Regions from separate parts of the Mus musculus genome. Here regions 1, 2 and 4 are each linked to region 3. The links are chromatin contacts, called in public ChIA-PET, HiChIP or PLAC-seq and promoter capture Hi-C maps. All regions are on one chromosome and are shown on one strand. Each heading gives the region's core, a stretch centred on a gene start, on an enhancer-like site or on the middle of the called end of the contact. The rest is flanking DNA. Distances are from core to core; before and after follow the strand shown.

Region 1 (3,196 bases), core at 325-2,824, 400 kb before region 3:
ATGCAGAATCAGCTCATGCGTGTGCAGCAAGCATCCTTACCCACCGAGCCATTGCTTGGCCCCTTGACTCTTTCATCACTGCTAATCTTCCCGAAGTTCTTGATTCTGGCTTCAGGGAGCAAGAATCTATTCTTACCTAATCCAGCAAGCAACAATGTTACTGTTTCAAAAGAGTTTCGTCTGGTTTCGCTCCTGCTTCCTCCAACTCACATTTGTCTTTGTTGTTTTGGTTCCTGTCTGATTTGGGGGGAAACAAATCATCCAAAAGCTGATTTGACCTTCAGTTCTCTGTTTATCTATCAATACCCTTGCAGCAGGTACTTCTTCCAGAGAGGACACCATCAATCACAGATGGGGCGTGGAGGAAGATGATGTGGGAATCCTGGCTCCTAGAATTTAAAGTCAGTGGGTTGGTTCAAGGAGAGGACTACTGAAGGTCTCCCTCGCTATGGTAAATCCCCTTGGCCTTAGCTGCCTTATGTTCTCTGGGGTGGAGTCAGCTTCGTTTAACCTCTCCAGAAGACCGACCATCCTTGGGCATTGGTAGGAACTTAGTCACCTTGTTTCGCACCTCGTTCTCGGTAGGAGACTGTTTCTCATACCCTTCCATGTTGAGGACGGAACTCATGGATTTGTGCATGTTAGGCAAGGGGCTTCACCATTGAGCCATGCCCCCAACCCCTCACTAGGGGATTCTAGGCAGGGGCTCTACCACTAAGCCACGCCCCCCAGCCCCTCCCTGGGGGATTCTAGGCAGGGACTCTATCACTAAGCCACGCCCCCAGCCCCTCACTGGGGGATTCTAGGCAGGGGCTCTACCACTGAGCCACACCTCCAGCCCCTCACTGGGGGATTCTAGGCAGGGGCTCTACCACTGAGCCACGCCCCCAGCCCCTCACTGGGGGATTCTAGGCAGGGGCTCTACCACTGAGCCACGCCCCCAGCCCCTCACTGGGGGATTCTAGGCAGGGGCTCTACCACTGAGCCACGCCCCCAGCCCCTCACTGGGGGACTCTAGGCAAGTGTGTTACCAAGTACCTACATTTCCAAACCCCTCACCGGGAGATTCTAGGCCAAGGTTCAAGCCCAGAGCCACACCCCTAGGCCCTTGCTGATGGCTTCTGTTTTGCTGTGCTGCACCGCCCCTTTCCTCCCCCTTCCTCCCCCTTCCTCCCCCTTCCTCCCCTTCCTCCCCCTTCCTCCCCCTTCCTCCCCCTTCCTCCCACTTCCTCCCCCAACACCCCAAGTGCCCACTGCTTTGACTATAGAATCCCTCAGTGAGGGGCTGGAGGCGTGGATGTGACTAAGCAGTAGAGTCATTGCCTAGCATACAAAAGTTCCTAGCAACACAGAGAGAGAGGGAGAGAGAGGGGGGAGAGGGTACTTAAGCTAAGTACCTATTCTTTGTGTACCTTCAGCGCTGAGTGTACCGCTCTCATTGCTTCTCTTATCTTTGCTGCGCTACAAATTACCTTGAAGCTTAGTGTTTTAAAATGACAGCTCTCCTTTACTGTCTCATGGTTCTGTGGGCTGGCAACGCAGGGCATGACGGGATTGACTTGGCTCAGCTCCAAGGTGGCGTCTGGGGCCTCAGATGGAAGTCCTGAGGCTAGAGAGTTGAAGTCACCTGTGAGCTTGACTGATGCTGGCTGTTCCGCGATGACTCACTCGCTCACCTGGCAAGCAGGTTAGGACTGGATTGTTGGCAGCCTGCCTCTCTTCCTCCTGTGTGGCCCTCTCCCCAGGCTGTCTGAAAAGTTCCAATGATGTGGCAGCTGACTTTCCCCAGAATGGATGATCCAAGACAATGTAGTGGAAGTACCCATCTATCCCCATCCCTGTGTGTGTGTTTGTGTGTGTGTGTAAGCTGGAGTTCAATGATAGGCATCTTTCTTAACAGCTTTCCACCTTATTTATCTATTTTTATTTTAAAAGCTTGTTGGCACGTATGTAAGTGTGCCGTGTATGTGCAGTGCCCAGGGAGATCAGGAGAGAGCATCAGATCCCTGAAACTGGAGTTGTGTGCAGCCACAGGGCTCCAAACCCAGGTCTTCTGCAAGAGCAGCAAGTGCTCCTGACGACTGCTGAGCCATCTCTCCAGCCTCCCATCAGGTGCCACCACTGCCAGCTCATATTTATTTTATGTATGTATTCTTCAGTAACTTCATACATAAATATGATGGATTTCGATTGTATCCACCTGCCATGTCCCCCTCCAACTCTTTCTGGATCCCTCACTCTCCAGACCTCACAGCTGCTGCTGCTGCTGCTAAAAAATCGCCGAGTTCTCTGTTAAGGGTAGGTCCTACTGAACCCTTCGCCTTCCCCTTGGTTTTTGAGACAGCCTGTGCCAGACCCTCTTGCTTGCCGAGTGTGATGTTCACGGGGTCCACACTCACCCCTGAGACAATCGGCTTCACACCAGGGAGGAATTGTCTAGCTAAGGTTAGCCTCTGGGCACGTCCGTGGGGATTATCTCCATTCAGTTAATTGAGCTGAAAAAAGGCCTCCCATTGTGGGTATCACCCTTCCTTGGGCAGGCATCTTGGACTGTATAAAAGGAAGAAAGCGGGGAGAGGTTCCCAACCTTCCTAGTGCTGCGACCCTCATTGCTGTGGTGACCCCCCCCCACACACACACACAACCAAAGAATTATTTTGTTGAAACTTCATCACTGTAATTTTGCTAATGTTACAAATAGTAACGTAACTACCTAATATGTAGCATATCTCCTATGGGACCCGGAAGACCACTGGCTTAATGGCTAAAGGTGCTTATCGCCGAGTTGGAAGAACCTGTCTTTGATCCCACCTGCAGGTCTTTAATTCCATCACTTGGGAGGCAGAGATCTCTGTGACCTCGAGGCCAGCCTGGTCTACAGAGCGAGTTGCAGATCAGCCAGAGCTGCCCAGAGAAACCCTGTCTTGAGAAAAACAAAAATAAAAGAGCGAGTGGACCCCTGCAAGTGTCCTCTGACCTTCACTTGGGCACTCTCTGCATACAAAGTAAACTCACTAAACAACTGTAATTAAGCAATATTTTTTATTGGAGCCGTTGAGCTGAGCACAGTACTCCTTGCTGCCTTCCTCCTAACTGGGGCTGTATTGAGCCCAGCTGCCTTCCTCCTAACTGGGGCTGTATTGAGCCCAGCTGCCCCAAGCTTCTGCTGCCTTGGCTCCCAGCAGCAATGGATGTA
Region 2 (3,361 bases), core at 87-2,586, 360 kb after region 3:
TTATTCTGTTTTATTGTGTGGGTGGGTGGTTGGAAAGAGGCACGTGTGCATGTGCTAGCATATAAGGATGGAGGTCAGAGAACAATTTGTAGGAGTCTTTTCTCTCTGTAGGTCTGGGGGATCAAACTCAGGTCACCAGGCATGATGGCTGGCACGTTTACCTGCTAAGGCATCTTGCAGGCTCTTGCCTCTTGCTGTGAGCTCTTGCTGCATAGCCTGGGCTGGCCTGGCAATGGGTCCCTTGGCTTCAGTCCTTAGGGTGCTGATCACCCAGAGACCTCAGCCTCTCACACAGCAGGTGTCCTCCTTCGAGCTACCTGGGACATAGGGACGTCATCTAAGCTACAGATCTCCTAAGAAAAGTTATATGTGTGCACAGGAGCACAAGTGCCCACAGAAACTGGAGGATAGTGCTGTTTCACCCCAGAGTGGGAGTTACAGGTGGTTGTAAGCCACTAGTGTGGGTGCTAGGATCCCAGTTCAGGGCCTTTGAAAAAGAAGTATGTGCTCTTAACCAATGAGCCACCTTGCTAGACCCCCAAAGTGGTTTTTTTCGAGACAGGGTTTCTCTGTGTAGCCCTGGCTGTCCTGGAACTCACTTTGTAGACCAGGCTGGCCTCGAACTCAGAAATCAGCCTGCCTCTGCCTCCCGAGTGCTGGGATTAAAGGCGTGCGTCACCACGCCTGGCTGGTATCATCTTTAAGAACAACATCTACCACCTTTGAAACAGGGTCTCTCCCTGGCCTAGAGCTCACCAATTAGGCCAAACTACGCTGGTGTGTTACTACTGAGCCATGCCCCCAGCCCCTCACTGGGGGATTCTAGGCAGAGAGCCACACCTCCAGCCCCTCACTGGGGGATTCTAGGCAGAGACTCTACCACCGAGCCACGCCCCCAGCCCCTCCCTGGGGGATTCTAGGCAGGGGCTCTACCACTGAGCCATGCTCCCAGTCTCTCCTGGGGGATTCTAGGCAGGTGACCACTGAGAGCCCTTGTGGGATTGTCATCTGGCTCTGTGATAAAAATGCCCTGACAAGCTTATTGTGGTGCTGCATGCCTTTAAACCTACCACAAGGTGGGTAGAGGCAGGAGGATCTCTGTGAGTTTGAGCCCAGCCTGGTCTACATAAGAAATTCTAGGCCAGCTAGAGCACCATCAGAGACCCTGTCTCCAACTCCCAGCCCCCCCCAAAGAAAACAAAAACAAACACCCCCCCCCCACAACAACAACAACAACAAAAGGCCACTCAGGGGAGCCAGGTTAATCTGGCTCATGGTCTCAGGTAACAGTCCTCACAGCAGGCATGCTGCAGAGGCAGGAGCTGCTGGCCTTGTCTTACTAAGTAGTTTCATGATGGCCTTTAACTCTCCCATCCTCTGGCTCCACATCTGGAGCACCAGGTGGGATGGAGCCCAGAGTTTCCTCCAGGCTAGGTGAGAACCCGCAGCTGGGCTGTGGTCCACTTGCATTGCTATGCTGGCTCGGCATGTTTTAGCTCTTCAGTGCTGTGGGTTGAACTGTACACATATTAAATAATGCGTGCATCCTGTTCCAGAGGCCAACTCCCCAGACCTTTTATATGTTCATTTCGAGAGAACTCTATACTTAGGAGACAGAGGCAGGCAGGTCTCTGTGAGTCTGAGGTAAGCCTGGTCTACATAGAGAGTTCCAAAGTTACATAGTAAAACCCTATCTCAAAAAAAAAAAAAATTCCTTCTGAGATCTCAAGAGATTCTCAAAGAGTTTGGGCTGGCCTCGATCCTCCTGCCTCTGGAGACCTGGAATCGTGGCTTTGCACCACTGTGCTTGGCCTTTAATATTTCTTCAGATATGAGCAGAGTCCCTCCATGAAGCTGTCAGGCCTGGAGATTTCCTTTGTTTGAGTGTGAGGCTAGAGTTAACAGAGAAGGTTTTCTTTTTTTTAAGCACAGTTTCACATATCTCCGTAGCCATGGCAATGACCCCTGGTCAAATTCTGAGAACTAGAATCCTCACTGAGAGATTGGTAAGAGGTTCTTTTCTGTGCCCAAAATAGAATCAAGAGGAACCAGGCAGCAAACCAGCACTGAGGGGCACACCTGTAGACTGAGCCCCTGAGGGGTGGAGGCAGGAGGATGAGGAGCTCATTTGGGCTACATAGCTTGAGGCCAGCCTGAGCTGGGCTACATGCAACCCTGGGGCAGAAAAAGATGAACTAAGGACTGGAGAGATGGTTCAGTGGGCAAGAGTGCTTGCTTTGCAAACATGGGGCTCTTAGTTCAAATTCCCAGCATGGTGTAAAAAGCTAAGCATGGCTGTTTGCATGCCTGTAACCCCAGGACGGTCAGGGTGGTGGAGGGACAGGACTTCGTAAGGGATCCCACATGTACTGTAGTGACACCTTGTCTCAAGGCAGTAAGGTGGGACAGCCGAAGTCCTCTCCTTATTGGCATATGCAACTGCACACACGAGCACATACAACAAACATACCTACAGGAATTTAACAGAATGATGAACTAGGCTGTCCTGGTAGCTCTGGTTTGGGTCTGGAGGTGGGGCCTGGTTGGAGGAAGTCCATCACTTCGGACTTGTAAAGACTTCAAGCATCCCTGGTCCAGACTCGAGGAGGAGAGCAGCTTAGTTTGCTACCTGCTTCCTGACATGAATGACCTCTGCCTTGACCCAAAGCAGTCAGAGCCTGGGCCGACACCCGGGCTTGAATGCACTCTTCTAGGTGAAGACCTCGGACATTTTGTCAAAGTAACAAAAAGCTAACAAGGGCAGGTTTACTTTCTAAAATGTGTGCTGTGTGCTGTGTGTGAGCATGTGATTATGTTTGACTCTGCATGTTGTCACAGGACAACTTGGAGGCACCAGGGTCCCTCCCTCTGCCATGTGGTCCCAGGGGTCAGAGCCAGGCTCTCAGGCTTGGTGACAGGTGCCCTTACCCACCGATGCTTCTCATTAGCCCTTTCTGTGTGTGTGCATATGTGTACGTACCCACATTTGCAAATGCAGAGGGTCCTGCTCTATCACCTTCAGCCTTTTGCCCTGGAGACAGGCTCTCTCGCTGAATCTGGAGCTGGACTGGCACCTGACAAGCCCCAGAATTTGACTCTGCCTCCACAGCCCTGAGCTCACAGGGTTACAGTGTGGCCTTGACTGTTTTTTGGTTTTTGGTTTTTCGAGACAGGGTTTCTCTGTGTAGCCCTGGCTGTCCTGGAACTCACTTTGCAGACCAGGTTGGCCTCGAATTCAGAAATCCGCCTGCCTCTGCCTCCCAAGTGCTGGGATTAAAGGCGTGCGCCACCACACCGGGCTTTTTTTATTTTTTTATTTTTTGGCCTTGACTGTTTTATGTGGGCTCTGGAGATTTGAACT
Region 3 (3,394 bases), core at 849-3,348:
ACAGTGAGGGGCTACATAATGAGATCCTGCATATCTTTTATTAACTCTCATCCTGTACTATTGTTGTTGTTACATAAATTAACCTGTTTACTGTAGGCTAGGGATGTCTCAGATGATTGGATTTCTGCTGGTCTTTCAAGTCCTTCAGACTTCTGATGCCAGATACAACAGCAGAAGTGGTGTCGCAGATCTGGGCTGCACCAGCCACCACAGTGCCAGATGCCAGTGGCCTGTTTTCTTCATCTTGGTCTTGCTCCAGAAGGAACAAATATACCTGGTGTGCTCATCGATTTCAATTTTCCATGCCATTCTCCAGAGGGAGGCATCATCTCGGATCCTATGTTTACTTACGATGCTGACCTGCTCGGTGCATTTAGCCACAGTGCCGTGACATAGGCCAAATGTCAAACAGAGGTAGTTCTCTAAAGGACAAACTGTAAAGTATCCCAGGCTACCCTTGGTTTGAAACATTGCTAGATAGCTGAGGCTGTTCTCGAACCCGGGATCCCTCTGCCCTCATTTCTGCAGTGCTGGGGCTGCAGGAATGTGACACTGCACATGGCTACTTTTCTTGTGGGGGATGGAGGGTGCTGGGGATGGGCCAGAGACTCATATATGCTAAGCACATGCCCACCTGCTGAACAGCACCTTCAGTCTCCCTCTCTCCTTTCTTAGCTTATTTCTTCCTAAACCCAGGTCCTGTCATACGGTAGGCAAGCATTCTATCATTGAGCTGTACGACTCTCATTGCTTCCCTCCTCTTCCTCCTCTACTTCTTTCTTGAGACGGGGCCTTCTTTCTCTGTGTAGCCCTGCCTGGCTGGCCTGGAACTCCCTTTGTAGACTAGGTTGGCCTCCAACTCAGAGATCTGCCTGCCTCTGCCACCAGAGTGCTGGGATTAGAGGTGAGCGCCACCATGCTCCCATCTTCTTGAATTACGTGTGTATGAGCTGGTTGCAAGACTTAAATCCCAGTACTCAGGAGGCAGAGACAGGAAGATCTCTCAGTCTGAGGCCAACCTAGTCTACAAGGGGAGTTCCAGGCCAGCCATGGGGTACACAGAAACCTTGTTTTGGAACAAAATGATGAGTATATGTATCTGTGTATCAGTGTGTGGGTGTGTGTGCATCTGAGTGCAGTGCCCTTGCAGACCAGAAGAGGTGTCAGTTCCCTAGGCACTGGAGTTAACAGTCTGTGAGCAGCCAGCCACATGGGAGCTGGGACTCCAACTCTGATTTTCTGCAAGACCAGGAAGTGCTCTTACACACTGGACCGGCCTCTTTGGAAAATGTTTTTGAGAAAGGGTTTTAGAAAATTGTCAAGGCTGGCTTTGAACTCATTTTGCAACCCCTGAATTTGATTCTGCTTTGACTTACTGAGTAACTCGGGTTACGCCTGTGCCAACGTAACTGTCTGCTAAGTTTTTAAAATGCCCCCTTGTAAATACACCTTATTAGATGCTGGGATTTTTCATTCTTTTCTGGGAGCAAGACAGTGGCATGCTCCCTTGTTTAGCTTAGTATTCTATTCATGGAAAAGGGCTTACTGTTATCTTAGGGATTTCAACTGGAAACTAGTGGATCCTGGTGGTTGTTTCCAGACTGCAATGTAAAGACTCCCATTAAAGAACTGGGCATTAAGATCGAGGTTTACACTTTTGCATGAGTATTAGGCTCCTCTGTCCAAGACAAGCAGGAAGAACGCATTTTATAAGTAGCACATACTGTATTTTTTTGCAGGAGAAAATGGTGGGAGGAGATGCCTCTAAAATGGTTGCTTCTATGAATTATTCCCTAGACATCCATCGTCCCCAAACCCCTCGATAGCAAATCCGCCCTTGAGGAGGTCAAGAGGTGCCCCAGCCCAGGGCTATTGCAAAGCAACCTTTGGATGCAAACTAGCTCCTACCCAGGATACCTTACGGGAGTGACACTTAACTTCTCCAGTGCCCTCCTTTTCAAGTAGGCACGAGCACGTTCAGAAGGCCTGGCTTGGCCCAGCTCAACTTCCGTAGCTCCGAGAAGCTGGGGCGATTTTGTCGCAAAACCACGCGAGACTTCCGCGTCTCCACCCTCTTCCCGTCATTCTTTTAATCTCGGAGTTTTAGTTTGGTCCGGGGGTCTTGTTTTGTAGTTGGAGGCCGAGCTCCGGGAGTGACGTAGGACGCGCGCGCGCCTCCTTGCCCCCCCCCCCCCCCCGCGGTCCCGCTCTTCTCTTCCCCTTCGTCTCCGGGCTGAGAATCCCAGCGTCTCCTTCCAACCCTCTTTGTGGTCCATTGTCGCTCGTTCCGGTCCGCCCGGAAAACAAGCCCGCCGGCGCGCGCTTCCAACGGCCCCGACCGCTGCCAGGTGGGGGAGGGGAAGGAAAGGCCCGGGCGGCGGGATTGCGAGGAGAGGACCGTGCCCGGGGGCTTCGGGGGTGGACGAGGGGGAATCCGTGGGGACAGTGAAACTGTCGGAGCGATCGCCCTGCCCGGGATGGCAGGCCGGCCTCGGCGGGAGGGAGGCGGGCGTGCTGTCCCCGGGGGATTGTCCCTCCTCTGGTCCTTGTTCATCATCACCGTGTCTACCCGCCGCCGGGCCCCAGGCCTCCTCTGACAGCACCATGGGTGACAGTGATGATGAATACGACCGAAGACGCAGGGACAAATTTCGAAGAGAGCGCAGCGATTATGACCGTTCCCGGGAAAGGGATGAAAGACGGCGAGGGGACGATTGGAATGACCGGTGAGACAGTATTAACGTCCATACCCCGCCCCGTACAACCCTTCCGCGCCACAATTTTTCTTTTCGTTTCCTTTTTTGTCTTTACCTTACAAAATCTTATTAGGATGCAGTTTACCGTTGAGCCATTTCTGTAGTTTCAGTCTATTCACCGTTGGCTCAGATTTTGAGCTTTTAACCAAAGTGACGGTCAGTATTAGTGCTGGACAGGAGCTCCGCACAGCTGGTTGGACTGCATCTTCCGTGCAGGCTACATAGGGAGACACAATCTCAAATCCAAATATTAAGAAAGCACAAACTGACCAAAGTGAGATTGGCCCGAAACTCTTTAGGTAGCTCAAGATGACATTAAACTTCTGAATTAAGGAAGTATTCTACCACATCCTGTTTAAGAGTTTTTTGAAAGGATTTTTAAAACAGGTAATTGAGATAAGAAATGTGCAAGTGCATTTCTTCTTTTATATAATAAAACGTTCATGGGGGTTTGCTTACATTATGTCTATGCACCTCATTCGTTCCTGGTGCCCGAGGAGGCCAACAGAAGGCTTTAGATCCTCTGGGAAATGGGCAGGAAAGATGGTTGTGAATTGCTTTGTGGGTGCTGGGACTCAAAGCCTAGTCCTCCGCAAGAGGAGCCAACCAAGAGTGGTTAAAAGGAGTGCATTTAACTA
Region 4 (3,658 bases), core at 767-3,266, 260 kb before region 3:
GGCTCCTCCAGTCTGAGCTGATGACTGGACACTGGACCACGCAGCAGCCAGGCTGTGATCTTACCTGATGGTGTCTTCCATGCGCCCCTCCCCAAGGAACCGGAGAAACATGGCCTGGAGGTCGCTCCAGTACAACGTGGTCCGGCCGGAGTCCTCAGGGTTGACATCTTCATCGACCACCAACACGGAGTCCCCACACGCCTGGCAGGACCCTCGAAAGGCCACGTAGCCTAGGAGGAAGGCTGGCAGGTGGGAAGATGGGGTTCTCTTGTGCTCTCTTCTACTAGACCCCAGAAATGCCCCCAGCCCAGGAGGAGGGAGGGAAGACTCACCCCCAGTGAAGATTAGCAGGGTGATCAGGACCAGATAGGGGGCAGCCTTTCGACCTGCTGCAGCCCAGGGTATGGGAATTGACCTCCCGGGACAGGAGCCTAAGTGCTCAGGGCCTTTGAGTTCCATGGGGCAGAACTGGGCAGGAAGCTCCGCCCCTTCCTCCCTGTCTTCCTCCTCCAGGTGCTCCAGCTGAGGGCCTTCCACGCGTCTGTAGATGGTCTGAGAGGGTCTTGGGGACCACTGTTGCTGAGTGGAGGGGTGAGGTAGGCATGAGATTACGGGAGGGGGCCTAAGAGTTGGCTGAGGGTTAGGCAAGAATGGTGTCACTGACTCCGGCCAGGAGGAAGGGAGCTCTGGAGGCTGGAGAGGAGGGACCCAAGGAGGACCAGTGGGGCCAACCTTATGCATTAGGGAGTTGCCTAAGGGACACGAAGGAAGACCTAATGTGTGTAACCACAACTCCGCACCCCCGTGGTCTTACCACTCTCCGAAGTAGACCCCAACGTTGCTCCATGCTTGTGCCCCCTCCTGAACTCTGCAAGTAGTCCACACACACACACACAAAACCCCGATAAACCGTTTGTGGGAGCCCTAGAGGGCCCCTTATCAGCCCTGACAGGCAGCCTGAACCTAGGCCGTTTCTCATTCCCCATAAGGGTGGGGGCACAGTCTGGCCTCAGTCCAGCCTTCTAGACATTCCCCCTGGTTCATGCTAGACCGCAAGGGGCAGTGCCTTCTCTCACCAATCTTTCCACAAACCCCACTGTTGCGGGCAGACTGCAAAACAATCAATTTTTTTTTTTTTAAACCTCAGAGCAGACTTTGGCCAACTTGGTTCCCGTCACAGGTTGGGGGATGGGGGGGCTTAACGTGAGGGGGGAGGGGAGATATAGGTAAATCCCTCCTTTTCCCTGATTTCACTCTCTCAGGGTGTCCTTGGGGAAAGTCCCCAGCCCCCTTGGAAGTTTCACCATGAAAACGTCTGCCCCTTCCCACCTCTTGGGTCTGGTTGCTAGGTTTTCCCAGCACACAGCCTTCCAAATAACCCGTTAGCCGGTCTTCCTGCCCCAACCCCTGTCTCAGATTCCAAACAGCGGTATCTCAGTGGGGTGACTTGGTGGTTTAATCTGACCACAAAGCTGTCTGTCTGTCTGTCTGTCTGGAATCTGCTTGGTTGCTGGGGAGGAAGTGTTAGGAATGAGGTAAAGAGGTCAAAAGAAACCGACGAGTGGGTCTTGGAGTCAGGAAACTATGGGTTTCCACCTCACCGTTAGGGGGGCAGAAAAGGTCTTGGCCAAGCCACAGTCCTCCCCAGCACCCCTTGGATCACTAAAGGACTTAAGTGTTTCTCCTTCGGGGTCTACGACTCTAAAATTTTGATGAAGGGCCATAACCGCAGTTTACCCTCCAGTTTGAAATCCAAGCCGCGACGAAGACACCAGGACCTGCAGCTGTGAATGGGAAAGTTCAGGGTCCACCTCACCCTTACTTCTGGTCCAGGTTTCCCCTGGGAAACTGCGGGTCCTACCCAGGTCCAGAAAGATCTGAGAGGTAGGGGCTCACCAGTACCCCAGTCCCTGCCTCGTGCCTGTCAAAGCCGAGTCCTGAGTGGGAAGACACAGCAGCCAAGTTCAGCTCAGCAACAGGTCTCTGGGTTTCTTGGACCATGCTCCCAGGAGACTCAAAGCCTACTGAGGCCACACCCACTAGAGCACGCCCCCAGGCCCCGCCCCAGAGGACTCCGCCCCCGCACGTCCTTTTCTGGAGCAGCCCTGAACCAACAACCAGCTCAGTACAGACTCTTCCTGGTCCTTCCAGAGTCCTGACCCCACTAAAACCTAAGAAATTCGTGCCCCAGAGTAGCACGAATGTAGGTGTGTCTCTCTCTGGCATCTCACCAGATCCCCACGCCCCCATTCTCCCCCAAAGAAGTCAAACACTTGATTTTCATAAAAGTTCTTTTTTTTTTTTCTTCTTTCAACTCAGGAACATCACAGTCTAAGAAGATGTGGGTAAGAGAGAAGAGGGTAATGGGAAAGGGAGAGTTCAGCGCTTTTGGATTTCTGGCTGGTAGAACGCCCCTCTGGCGTTTCTCCGTGGATGGGGTGGACGGGTATTTGGGGGAGGGGGGCAACTTCAGGGGCACTTCCGCTCCACGCACTGCTTCCCTCCCTCCTCGTATTCCTGTTTGGAGATCCACATCTGCTGGAATGTGCCCTGAGAAAAGGGCAACATCAGCTGTCAGGCGTCACCCCACACCTCTCTACACCACCACACCTCGGCTTTCTACTTGCCTTCATGCATTTCTCACCTGTATCCTCCCCCCGCCCCCCCCCTTCCGGGAGATTTTAGGCTGCTCTACCACTGAGCCACGCCCCCAGCTCCTCCCTGGGGGATTCTAGGCAGAGGCTCTACCACTGAGCCACGCCCCCAGCTCCTCCCTGGGGGATTCTAGGCAGGGGGGGTCTACCACTGAGCCACGCCCCCAGCCCCTTACTTGAGATTAAACATGTTTTGTGCATGTGTGTTGTATTTGTGCCTGTGTTTGTGTGTGATGGTTGAGCTAACATGTACACACGGAGTACAAAGGGCAGGGTTTACCAAACCATACAGGTTTGTCACTCTGTAGAGAGGCTAGCCAGCCTTGAGCTTCTGGGGCTTCGCCTGTCTCCTCCCATTTTGTAAGAAGAGGCCTGGGATTACAGACAAATGTTCTCCTTACAAGTTGGGTTCTGCGGATCTGAACTTGGGTCCTCATGCCTTGTGCAGCAAGTGCTTTGCCTACTGAGCCATCTTTTCAGCCCTTGTATTTATTTGCCTTTTATTTTGGCAAAGGGTCTCAACCAATGGCCCAGGCTGACCTTGACCTTGTGATCTTACGGCCTCCACATCCAGAGTAGCTGGACATACACCTCCCACCCCAGCCAGCGCCACCATCACCGTTCTGACACCACCGGGCACCTCACTGCTACTCTCCCCTGCTGCTTTTTTCCGGGACCTTCCAACCGTCTTTTTTCATGGATAGCTGCTCAGCCCCCATGTGAAGGTTGGTGTCTCTGGCTCACAGAGCAGCCTTCCTGGGTGACCTCATTTGTCCCTGCCACTCTCCAATCTCTTGTTCCCGACTCAGATACCCAGCTGTGTCTTGGTTACTTCCTCCTGAATACCCTTGACCTTAAACTCCCTATGATCCCATAACTGACATCATCAGCTCCCAGCAGGCTTTGCCCAAACCTCATCTCTTTTGGTTTTCTCTCCTCCCCTCCCCTCCCCTCCCTTTCCCCTTCTCTCCCTCCCATTCCCCTCCTCTCCCTTCCTCTTCCCT

The links. Promoter capture Hi-C pulls out the DNA fragments that hold promoters and counts their contacts. ChIA-PET counts read pairs in DNA pulled down with a chosen protein or histone mark. HiChIP or PLAC-seq counts read pairs in DNA pulled down with a chosen protein or histone mark.
Region 1: a contact with region 3 is called in an RNA polymerase II ChIA-PET map of memory CD8 T cells, with 6 read pairs. The contact joins the enhancer-like site here to the promoter of Srrt in region 3. A contact is called at or near these places in 3 of 39 promoter capture datasets (hippocampal neurons, liver and pre-B cells), 2 of 115 datasets of contacts at active chromatin or transcription factors (memory CD8 T cells and pro-B cells) and 1 of 9 other capture datasets (pancreatic islet).
Region 2: a contact with region 3 is called in an H3K27ac HiChIP or PLAC-seq map of embryonic stem cells, with 5 read pairs. The contact joins the enhancer-like site here to the promoter of Srrt in region 3. A contact is called at or near these places in 7 of 39 promoter capture datasets (cranial neural crest, embryonic stem cells, erythroid cells and 4 more), 3 of 484 Hi-C or Micro-C datasets (embryonic stem cells and ventricular fibroblasts), 17 of 115 datasets of contacts at active chromatin or transcription factors (T-cell acute lymphoblastic leukemia, acute myeloid leukemia, astrocytes and 11 more) and 4 of 9 other capture datasets (adipose tissue, embryonic stem cells, liver and 1 more).
Region 4: a promoter capture Hi-C map of liver shows a contact between it and region 3, with 2.8 times the contacts expected there. The contact joins the promoter of Tfr2 here to the promoter of Srrt in region 3. A contact is called at or near these places in 5 of 39 promoter capture datasets (the C10 cell line, cranial neural crest, embryonic stem cells and 2 more), 1 of 15 datasets of contacts at CTCF or cohesin (large pre-B cells), 3 of 484 Hi-C or Micro-C datasets (all in the G1E-ER4 cell line), 7 of 115 datasets of contacts at active chromatin or transcription factors (bone marrow-derived macrophages, embryonic stem cells, forebrain and 2 more) and 4 of 9 other capture datasets (adipose tissue, embryonic stem cells, liver and 1 more).

The regions. Positions count from the first base shown.
Region 1 is chr5:137,705,474-137,708,669 of GRCm38.p6, reverse strand. No RefSeq gene overlaps it. Among named protein-coding and RNA genes, the nearest start is that of Gm15498, 16 kb to the right of the region's middle. Within about 2 kb of position 1,574, at least 148 of the 459 cell types and tissues checked have an H3K27ac peak or open chromatin away from gene starts, as enhancers often do. A contact at or near this core is called in memory CD8 T cells, pancreatic islet, pre-B cells and 1 more, where this site is marked.
Region 2 is chr5:136,941,561-136,944,921 of GRCm38.p6, reverse strand. No RefSeq gene overlaps it. Among named protein-coding and RNA genes, the nearest start is that of Fis1, 19 kb to the left of the region's middle. Within about 2 kb of position 1,336, at least 13 of the 459 cell types and tissues checked have an H3K27ac peak or open chromatin away from gene starts, as enhancers often do. A contact at or near this core is called in embryonic stem cells, where this site is marked.
Region 3 is chr5:137,306,378-137,309,771 of GRCm38.p6, reverse strand. Srrt (serrate RNA effector molecule homolog (Arabidopsis)) reads left to right here and starts at 2,098. Exons shown (of 20, transcript NM_031405.2): 1 at 2,098-2,348; 2 at 2,587-2,726. The coding sequence starts at 2,605. It also overlaps the pseudogene Gm43013.
Region 4 is chr5:137,568,198-137,571,855 of GRCm38.p6, reverse strand. It overlaps Tfr2 (transferrin receptor 2), which reads right to left and starts at 2,016. Exons shown (of 20, transcript NM_015799.4): 1 at 1,922-2,016; 2 at 1,738-1,784; 3 at 815-868; 4 at 333-579; 5 at 65-242. The coding sequence starts at 847. Actl6b (actin-like 6B) reads right to left here. Exons shown (of 14, transcript NM_031404.5): 14 at 2,276-2,550. The coding sequence ends at 2,470.